Regions from separate parts of the Drosophila melanogaster genome. Here region 2 is linked to region 1. A link is a contact called in public Hi-C data. All regions are on one chromosome and are shown on one strand. The core of a region is the stretch at or near the end of the contact, and the rest is flanking DNA. Distances in the headings are between cores, read along the strand shown.

What was found. Hi-C and Micro-C count contacts between places; a contact is called where the count stands out from the background.
Region 2: a contact with region 1 is called in a Hi-C map of the Kc167 cell line, with 3 times the contacts expected there. A contact is called at or near these places in 5 of 107 Hi-C or Micro-C datasets (the Clone 8 cell line, the Kc167 cell line, the OSC cell line and 2 more).

The regions. Positions count from the first base shown.
Region 1 is chr3L:8,638,386-8,643,607 of dm6, forward strand. It overlaps Cpr66D (Cuticular protein 66D), which reads left to right and starts at 2,054. Exons shown (of 3, transcript NM_168288.3): 1 at 2,054-2,459; 2 at 2,529-2,696; 3 at 4,670-5,199. The coding sequence starts at 2,169. The coding sequence ends at 5,023. Zasp66 (Z band alternatively spliced PDZ-motif protein 66) reads left to right here. Exons shown (of 8, transcript NM_001169914.3): 8 at 1-428.
Region 2 is chr3L:8,700,174-8,705,629 of dm6, forward strand. No RefSeq gene overlaps it. Among named protein-coding and RNA genes, the nearest start is that of lncRNA:CR44526, 10 kb to the left of the region's middle.

The DNA of each region.
Region 1 (5,222 bases), core at 804-3,303:
ACATCAACATCAACGCAACATCGGCAACATCTGCTGCACTTGTTTTATCTCCTAACATATTTAGCGGATTTTTATGAAATTCTGTTTAACTTACTCAATAAATTATATGAAGAACGACAAGAAATTGTGAACCACTAACAAGCTTGATGATATAATGGATTGGTAATCAATTGGCATCGAAATAAATTTACGATATAAACACCACTTAACGCCGCCTCAACCTAATTACTGTCTGCATATGCAATAGAAAACGTATATAAATTAATTAAATAAAAAAAAAAGGAAAGTAAAATTTGGTTTATAGTTATGTTTATGTTATGCTGATTCTAAGTTAACAGCCAGTCAGGCGTGTTAATACCGAGTGATTCTAGTCATGGAATGTAATAGGTATTAAGAATGTTTTAATTAATAAAAGTGACTTTGATTGGATGAAAGAAATGTGTGTGCATTATGTGTTATAAATATAAGCAAGCTAATTTACGTACATATGTATGAATCAGATTTTTATATATCAAGTGTGATCATATGACGTGGAACTATTATGTAATTTAAAGGCATTTGCACCTGAAATTTACGCTTAAAGTGCAATATATTTTGAATCGTACATTTCAACATGCCGACAACGTAATTGTATCACAATAATTTGAATATGACGAGCTCTTTTGTCTGTCAGCCTGCCTTCTTTTAAAACATTAAGTAGGGCCAAACCCAGTTCAAAACCATAGCAAACCGAAGTCAAAAAGAAGTAGCCAAAAATCTTTGCATAACATGACGCTGCAGATTTGCACTTATTCCATCAATCATTCCGGCAATTAAACGTATTTATATTGAAACTATATGCACACATGAGCCGAGAAATGAGCGTACCCATAAATTTGACTTTAATTTGAATGGAAATAAGTCACTCGAGTGTGTGTACGTGTGTAATGTGCATAACAATCGTCTGCAACACATAATGTACTTTCACTTCACGGCTAAGTAAGCCACAAATGTGGTTGGTTTTTCTTTCGATTGTGTACTATTTTGCTTTATTTCAAAGCTGTTACAATGTCAGCGCGATCCCATTAAACGGTCAGCCCCACATTTAATGCCCCGTTTTCGACTCCCCCGAAACGACCTTGTCGACTGCGAATCGATGCAAATTCAGGGCGTATCTCATGAACCATACGCAAAAGAGTGCTCTGTGGCAATTGTAATCACGTATCAAATGTTGTAGGAGGACTTATGGGGCTTAATGCCACCATCACATGATCGCAAAGATCGTATATGCAAAGGGCTTGGGAGTGCAGAAAAAAAAAGAGAAGATTTGGCAATCGGCGACATCGAAGATCGCTTGAACCCATTCAACCGCAACGCAAACGCAACGTCTGATTCAGATACAGATAGGCAGATACATATATAGATAGCTAGCTATTCACAGATAGATGGATACATAGAAAAACGTTTAGTCGAATTTGGGTCAGCAACAATGCACTTGCTGGGTTCGATTTTTGACTCGGGTGTGGCCCTCCTCCGATCGCATTGACCTCTTCTTCTCCAAGAGCCAAGCGATTAATTGGGCATGATTATCTAATGGGAAGCCATCAAGAGAATTGCGTGGAATATAGATATAGCTATATTATATAGACATGCATGTCGAAGGAGTAAACTGCAAATGCAATTTACATTTGCTCGTGGGCACTGCATGCCCTCGAAAGTGTGTGAGTGCATAGCTGTTGCAATGATAAATTCGGGAAAGTTTTCCAATGCTAGTCAGCTTCCTCTTTTTTTTTTTTTTGGCCAAGTTAACAGCTGTTGGCCGAGATCACGTAGGGTTACAAAAAAAAAGTAGGGAAAAAACCTTTAACAATGGCCCAGGTCGAGGGTAGAGGAACTGTGATTCGAACGGAAGTGACAACCGAGTTGGGGTCTTTTGGCCACCCAAAAAAACAGCTGTTGTAAATCAGCCAAGAGAGTCGCATTATGGCCAATAAGAGCGTGAGAGAGCCGTCGTTTGGCTTGCCGCTCGTCGTTTGTCGTTTGCCGATATAAAAGTGCAATTTGGATTCGCAGCCAGCGCAGATACAATTGTGGCTCCGTCGAGGTTTCAGTTAGCGTTTGAATTTGAATACAAGTGCCCGCGTTCCGTCGTCCAAGTGTGATCTAGTATCCAGTAAACCCTTAGCAACATGCAACTCCTTTTGGTGACGGCCACTTTGGCCATCTGCGGCGTGGTGGTCAGTGGACAACAGGGCGTGGATCCCGCCTACTTGAGGCAGTACTACCAGCAGCTGCAGCAACAGCAGCAGCAACAGCAGGCTCAGCCCCACGATGGCACGCCCATTTTCGAGCAGAACTCGGAGCAGACGCAGCAGTACGTGAACTCTGGCCAGCAGATCAGGATCAAGGATACGGTGGCGGAGCAGATCCGGGCACAGCAGCAACAGGGATACGTGGCTCCATCGGTCAGGGATTATCAGGTGGGTTTGCTTACTTACTGTACAAATAATCTAGATGTCTATATTGTTGGATCTACAACCTTTTCACAGCAATATCAGCCTCAGCAGGCCGCCTACCGTCCACCTGCCCAGGCTGCTCCTCAGCCACCACGCAGGATTCAGCAGTCCTCCTACCAGGCTCCTTCCACTTCGATCCTCGGCAAAGGACAGCACAAGTTGTCGCTGCAGCAGCAAAACGAGGAGGAGGAATACGATGACGTAAGTTAACAGTACACGTAAAACAATATGTCCATTTTTCAAACAAATAATGAGGTGCGGATATGAAGAAGTATTAATGAAAAAGATATGTGAAACAAATAGATCAACAGATATCTATGAAACCCAGTGATCAGCTAAAAGTAACCAGTTTAAATCAATTTGCAAAAAAGAAACAAGCTTAATTATTTAACTCAAAGCCGTTTTGATACTTTATATCAAATTGAAATCGATCCTCTTTTTGCGGTGCACCCAGCTGGTGTTCGAACTCACATTCGAGTGGGACTTTCGCGCACTTTCCTTTTCGCTTCACTGCAACAGCAACTGCAACATCAGTGAAAACAACAACAACATAATTACAATTGAAGCATGCAATGGCATTGGGGGATGGATCGGGGGAGGGCAACTGTGACTTGGGGTTCATTAACCACGCTCAGTGTGGCAACAGTGTGGATTTGGCCATGGCCATATGTGTGTGCATCGCATTGTGCATGTTCATTGGCCCGGGTTCGCTCCTGGTCCGGTCCGTTTGGCCACTTAGCCACCGGCGATTGTTTATGGCCTTTGCATGCGGAAGCTGGCGAATATCCGTTACCAAAGTGACCATAATCCATCAGGCTTAATGCGGCGGCAAGCCAACGAGATGGGGTTAAGGTGCTCAGTTGGTGTGTCATCCTATTAGCCACTTAAAATTGATGGCCCAAACAGGATTTGATGGGTTTTGTCAAAAAAAAAAAAAAGTTACATGACAATTAATTTGGTATTTCATCATCCTAAAACTAAAATGCAAAAGAAATTAGTAGACACTAGGAAAATGGAAAACATCATGTGGCGGCACATGTAATGATTAAAACACATCTTAGCATTGTCAAATTTGTAAGAGCTATTATATTAATCATTACAAGTGATTGCAATTTACCGCTTAATGTCTCCGCCAGACAATCACTTTCAAATGCGACCCATTTACCCCAATCCCCACTCCGTGACCATAAGATCTGCAACTCCGAGCCCAATTCCCACAACAATGAGCTCCAATGGACATGGCACGCATTAGAACCGGCTTGCAAACTGGCTTTGCCTTTCCAATTTTTGGCCTGCAGTTCTGTGGGCATTTAAGCTCTTTGTTTTTTTGGTCCACGTCAGGCCTAAAAGGCTACCTAAAATAAAAGAACGAGGAATCGATTTGTGGCCACGCTCTAAAGCCACGATCTTCTTGTTACCTTAACCCAGTTGCCAGCAATCTTAGATCCGATTGTCTTGGCCAATCGAAGGTCTTGCTGCCATTGGATCCTCACAAGAACTAGGGGGAAATCGCACCAACCTTGTGCATAAATTATCCAACGCCTCGAGGTTTTTATGGGTGGTGGTGCTTCGATCGCCTGGTTGCATAAACATAATCCGCAGTCAACGGATCGATCGTGTGATCCGCAGCCGCTGCAACGAACCGGCACTTTGATTCCGTGCGATCGGACCATTAAAATATGCAAGCGGCTCCAAATTACTTTCACTTGTGCGTGATCTGGGATTGGGAGTTTGGAGTTGCACAGCCTACGCGAATGTGCCTTGGGGCGATGACGCAACACCAGCGTCTGGACACGTTTTTTGGGCCAGCCTCAAAAGTGGGTCAGCACCAGGTTGTAGTACGCATTTAAAGTCCCCATCGAGCCCCACCCCATTCACAAAGTGCCCAATCTGATTTTATTTCTTTGCAAAAGTGTATTGGAATCGATACTATTTTCATTGCACAATTTAATTAGTTTTCACTGGCACCCATATCTTTCTGTAAATATATCATAACTTTTTATCACATTTAATTTAGAAATTAAAAAAATTTAAGTGCCTTTCAAGAGATTAATATCATACAAGTGCTAAAAGCATTTGCAATTATATTACTAATTACTCATAAATCATATTAAGTAATAGATTTAGTTATAGCCTCATCTCCCAACTAATGCCTAACTAACAATGTTTTTTAGCAAAACTCCTCGTACCAGTTTGGATTCGATGTGAAGGACGACGAGTTTACCAACTACCAGAACCGCAAGGAGATTCGCGACGGTTCGGTGATCAAGGGTAGCTACTCGGTGGTGGACTCCGATGGCTTCATCCGCACCGTCAAGTACACGGCTGATCCAAAGGAGGGATTCAAGGCCGAGGTCATTCGCGAGCCCACCGACATCGTGGTGAAGATCCCCACTCCCCCGCCGCCGACGCAGTTGCTCCGCGCTGGAGGGCACAAGGCCCAGCAGGAGTACAGCTCCGGGCCCAGCAAGCAGCAGTATCAGCACCAGCAGCAACAGCAGCAGCCACAGTACCACCAGTACCAGTAGGTGATTCGACCATCCAAGATCGATGACTCTTGTCGAAACACTCTTGAAAGTTCCGCAAGTCCATGTAGTTTGTAAATATGCCGAGACTCGATTGGCACGAGATTATAACATTATTCTATTTTATATCATTCATTTAGGTTCGACTTTCTTGTTTAGAATATTAAATTAAAAGTTTCAAAAAACATGAAATGTGTCATGG
Region 2 (5,456 bases), core at 1,193-3,692, 62 kb after region 1:
TAAATAATGCTATTTTTACACTGACAGTATGCCGTATACCGTATACCCACCAGCCACCCAACACCACCCACCACCCAACGCCCATCGGGGGGGGGAAGCAATGAACTGCGAGTTGTTGAAAAATTTTCCATGAATCGTTGTAGTTTTTTGTTATTTTCTTATTTTCGTACAAATGTACTGTTTGCCTGTGCAAAATCTATCTTCATACGTACATACGTACATATGTGTGTACACATAGTCGTAGAGCCGCTTTTATCAATAATTATTTTGTTGTGCTCGCCGCGAGTTGTGTCAAGTGGATTTTCTTATCACCGCCTGACGCTCGTAGGGTGCCAGTTGGGTGGTGGTGCTTTCGGTGGGCACGCGGGCAGGTCGTCGTCGGTGGTGGGCCGCTGTAACTGGGGTGGGGATCGCGGAATGGGGCTGGTGCTGGTCGTGTGACACAGACACACAATCACGTAGGCACAGTCGTCTGAGCTCGGGCTGGGCGCTATAATTAGACAGTGGCAGTCAATATTAGCCGTGCAAGGCTGGCACGATCGCTCCGCCGATCGATCGATTGGAGTATCTACACTGGGGAAAATAGTACTGCGTACTACACACCAATAATCATTTGAAAACTAACATTTGCTAAGAGAAATTTACTTGGAAACAGGGCATTTTGATACTAACTAGTGAAGTAAAGTATCTTGCTCATTGTAACTCTTTGAAGTTCAATACCTACAAAATATCTATTTGTATTTCATTTTGAATCAACATAGTGTCATTCTTACAGTGTCCTAGTGTCATACAACTATAAAATTTATATCATTTGTGGCCAATTGTTTTTCCCGTGCACATAGACCAATCGAACTGGCGATCGATCGCCTGTTGCCATGTAAACCATACCCTTACCTAAGCCACCTAAACGATCGCCTCCGACGGGCATGGCTTTTACTATCTGTTAATTGATTGACGCAGTAACCATGGGGTAAAACTATATGGCCAACTGCGCGGTGTGTCTACTATCTACTACTGCTCGTAGTGTTTATCAAGGGGTATTGCCAAGTCTTATCTTTGAGTGGTGGAAAATTTGAGCGCGACTGGTGGCCATTTTCTTGGTGCCGTTTTGCAGCAGGTTTTTGGCTGGGGTCGTGTAATCGATGGCCAATTTAATGCATTGCAGCAGCGGCCATTATTCAAAAATGACTCTATCCCGCTCGCAGGCCATCCCTTTCGCTCTCACTGGCTGCAAAACTAATTAAAGTTGCAGCAGCTGCTGCACTTGGGTGTTAACTTGCTTAACGTGCATCAAGTCGCATGCAATTATGAGATGCAAAGGGTACGCTCCTCCAGTGCATGCCATCCCATCCCATACCATACCATCCCATTCCATTCCATCTTGCATCTCGACATCCCGGTGCTTCGATTCGCTGCAAATGCAAATCGCAGTCGTTGCCGGGCTGCGACTACCCAAGTAGCCCTTGTCTCGACATCCCGAGCCTCTGTGTAATTGAACAATTTTCTCCACCGGTCTGCGATCAACACAAAGGACCAGGACCAGGCCCTCTGGATGGCAGCAATGGCGGTGGATGTCACAGTGGTCAAAACGAGTAAAGCTAGGTGTTTGTGGTATGAAAAACATGGTCAAGATGGTTATGAAAAATCATATATTAAAATTATTTCATAGAAATTTGAAAATTTTAACTACAAATTAATTTTACAGATACACAGATTTTTTTAATATTTCTTTAAAATAAAATGTTTAATGTTGTTTCGAAAGCATATAAAATACCAACCAAATGGTCATAACAATTTATGACTCAAACACCACCATGCAGCCCAGGGTCGCCTTTGGATTGGAGTAAGTTGCCGGACTCAGTGTTTATTTGGGCCCAACCGGCTCTTACTGGCCAAAAACAACAACAGGAGCCGCCGCACACGACGTCGACAACAACGAAAACAAGGGCCAAAATGGTGCAGGGTAAACAAAGGCGTTGGCCATAACAACTCAATACACAAGGCAGGGACAGAGGATCGGTTCGGTTCGGTTCGGTTGGGTTGGGAACGGATCGCAGGGCGGCACCCAGATGAGATGAGATCCCCAGACTTGAAAAGGCCAACTCAACCCGCTGCCCAGACTCTGGGCAATGGCAATTTATGTAAATATCCGTACAGCCTTGATTTCCATGTAAATTCAATGGGGCCCTGGGATATGTGGCAGGTGCGAACTACTTTCAAACTACCGATCGCGGCAATCAGTGGGCAAACAAATAGGAATACGGATCCATATTTGCTTGGACTGCCCTACTGTTTGTGCAGTCGGATATGGCAGCTAATTAGCCGGTTGCAGGTTCTAATGCGTTCGTCCGTGCCAACGGTGCGTATGAGTAATGTCACACCCAGTGCCCGGAGTGCAAATATTGACAGCGTTTTGCTTTTCGCACCGAGTTCAGTCGAGTCGACGAGCGTCAACGACTCTTGAACAAGCCAATGGATCTGTATCTGTAGCTCCAGAAATATTTGTTTTAATGCCCCTCTCTCTTTTTTTCCTTTTTTTGCAAAACAAACATGAAAGTGACTTGCAAATATTGACAGATCGACCGATATGAAGGGTGCAAACTGAAATTCAATGGAAGGCAAGCAAAGCGTCTAGGAAATTAAATATATAAGAACTGGGAATATACAATATATAGTATATATATATGTATATTTACCAAAGTAGGCGACTCCACCTTAAACCTTAAACCAGCCAGACCATCTGCTGACGTAAATGCGGCGGGAAGAGAAAAAAACTGTAGCGCCGGTAATGATCACAAGGCATTTGATAATGACGCGTGCTGTACGCCGCCCCTTCCTCGCCGCCACGCCCCTTGCCCCATTCACCGTTTCAATTTTCTGTGATAAAAGTGTTTCACATTCATTAAGATTATTAATAAAATGCCGCGCCAGCCAAACGAGTTTCAAATAATTCTCCCCTTTTGTTGGGCTCAATGGATTTTTATTTATTTTATATTTCTTTACCCAGATTTTTTTTGCATAAATGTATTTCTTTTCACGCGACATTCCCCATATACCAGAATCTTTTCATGTCTAATTTTTCAACTGGTTCTCTCTGCCGCATTTTAATATGTGCCAGACATCATCACATATATCCTCAATTTTATTTGAGAAACACTTTTGGGGCAGAGTTTTGTGCTTGCTTTTGGGTGGAGTTGATGAATTAAATTTATGAGTTCTGCCCGAAGTTGTTAGGTTATCGAATATATGTGGCATTAAGTTCTTATATATGAGAACAAATATTTTTTGTGGTTTTTTCTCCGCATAAAAAAAAACCGTATATTCTGATGAAATGAATGAATATAGACGATAAAGGTTTGGGATTTCTGGCTTAGTAACGACGATTTGAAGAAATTTTTGTGGCGCTTTTTAAGTCGCTTATATGTAGAAATCCCCTTTAAGTGTTCAGTATTTTTTCAGTCATGTTTTTTCCGAGAGAAAATCAATTTCCGCCATAAAATGTAGGCCAGCAATGTCTGAATCAACATCGCAAATACTGGGAATATTTCCAAGAAGGCTTTCAAATATTTTTCGAAGCGCCACAGCAACGAGTATTTGACTCCTAATGAATATTTATAAAGCCTAGCTAAATTATGTAGTCTCAGGGAGGAAGCATATTCAGAATCTTCGCCTTATAAATATTGTATTTGCCGATCGGGCGGGGAATTAGCATAGATCAGCCCAAGCCCGACTTGGTGGCAGATGTGGGGACAACGTCGCGAGACTTTTCTAATTCCATATTAATTGTGTTGATGGTCCATGCCGTTTGTTTGACGTCAATGGTATTATAGAAACAAATACAGATACCGAATACTGAACACTGAATACCGATTGGCAGCAACAACATCTGTGACAGCCTGATCACCAAAAACTGGTTCGAACTTCACGATTTCTCAACGGTAGCTGCAGGAATGTCGGAGTTGTCGGTGGATCCATGAAAGCCGCCGTGACATCGTAACCACCTGGATAATGTATACATATACGAGTATCGTACTTTCCAGAATCTAAAATCTGAATAATAGTCGACAAGGTAACGCAACCCACCTATGCATTCGCATCTATGGAAATGGCAACTGATTTCTGGGGTATCATCATCATCGAAAACATCTCTTGGGCGAAATTCTTTTGCTTTTGAGGAAATTTCCATGGCATTTCAAATTTTATTTGTTTGTTTGTTTCGTTGGATCGCTTGTTGGCTGTGTTCGTTTCGCACAACAAATGAACTGAATTTCGTTTGGCCTATTGATAACACGAAGCGAAAATACTCTTAACGAAAAACTTTCCTAGTTATAAAGAGACTTATGTCAAAAACAATAGCACCATTATCTAAAGCCATTCCGAGTTCTATAGCTCATAAACAGGAATTAAAAGCATACCGTAAGCTTTCTAAAAAATTCGAATTGGGTTGTAAGATATATTAATATAGAGATTAAAGTTCCCAAATGTTCTACTCCTATACTATGGACTGCAATAAAATATGATATCACTCCTTTGCAATAAACCAACTTTATCGTGATTTATATCTGTATATATGTAGAATCCTAAGGCATCGAGAATATTCTTTACAAAAAATCTGCATTGACGTATTCTTCATCCTATGATGCTGAGATTGTAGATTTTCGAAATCAAACTCCTAGATTACGTCCATCGTGATGGGTTAAAAGTGCTCGGTGCTCGAGGCGATAAATCAGAGTGCTGCGATTTCCATCTGGGACTCAATCTGGCGGCCAGCTGAGAGTGGAGGACCCCTTCCAGGTCAGAGTATTCGCAGCACTTTCGATGGGCCCCCGTCTTCTTTTTTTGGGGTCTGAATTGTGGGCCTTATCGCCGCGCACGCCGCTCGCAACTTGGAGCCGCTGATTGGTGCCTATAAAAAGCCTCGCTGCTGTTGTGCCAGTTTGTTTTCGCCCGACGGCCTTATCGCCAGTCCGTCCGTCTATCATTATCACTATCATTATCAAACGATGACTGGCCGATGGTGAGTACGTACGCGTACTCATATGTATGTACATAAATCACATATATTATTTTGTTATTGTCACGCGACCTTCAGCGGTATCACGTGTTGCAGGCGATCGCGTCGTGATCGTGATGGCTGCCAAAGTCGGCCGACTTTCCCCCTTGAGCTATGGTACAAAGGTGGAATGGGGGATAGGGCGGCTAGAGTCGCCCATTGTGGGTGCTGAATCTGTGATAAAGCCAATTTATGGCAACAAACGGAGCAGTGTGACTGTGTTGATTGCTTAGCAACGCCCTGCTGATAATGATGACGTTCGTGGAGATGTACGCTGAAAATCTTCCGTAGCTTTTTGTACGAAAAACGTGACTGGCGCCGAATGAATGAAGAAAAGATGAAGGGGCACCTGGAAAGCTTCCACGAGTGTGGAAAAATTTCGACACTCACAACGCCGCTGCGA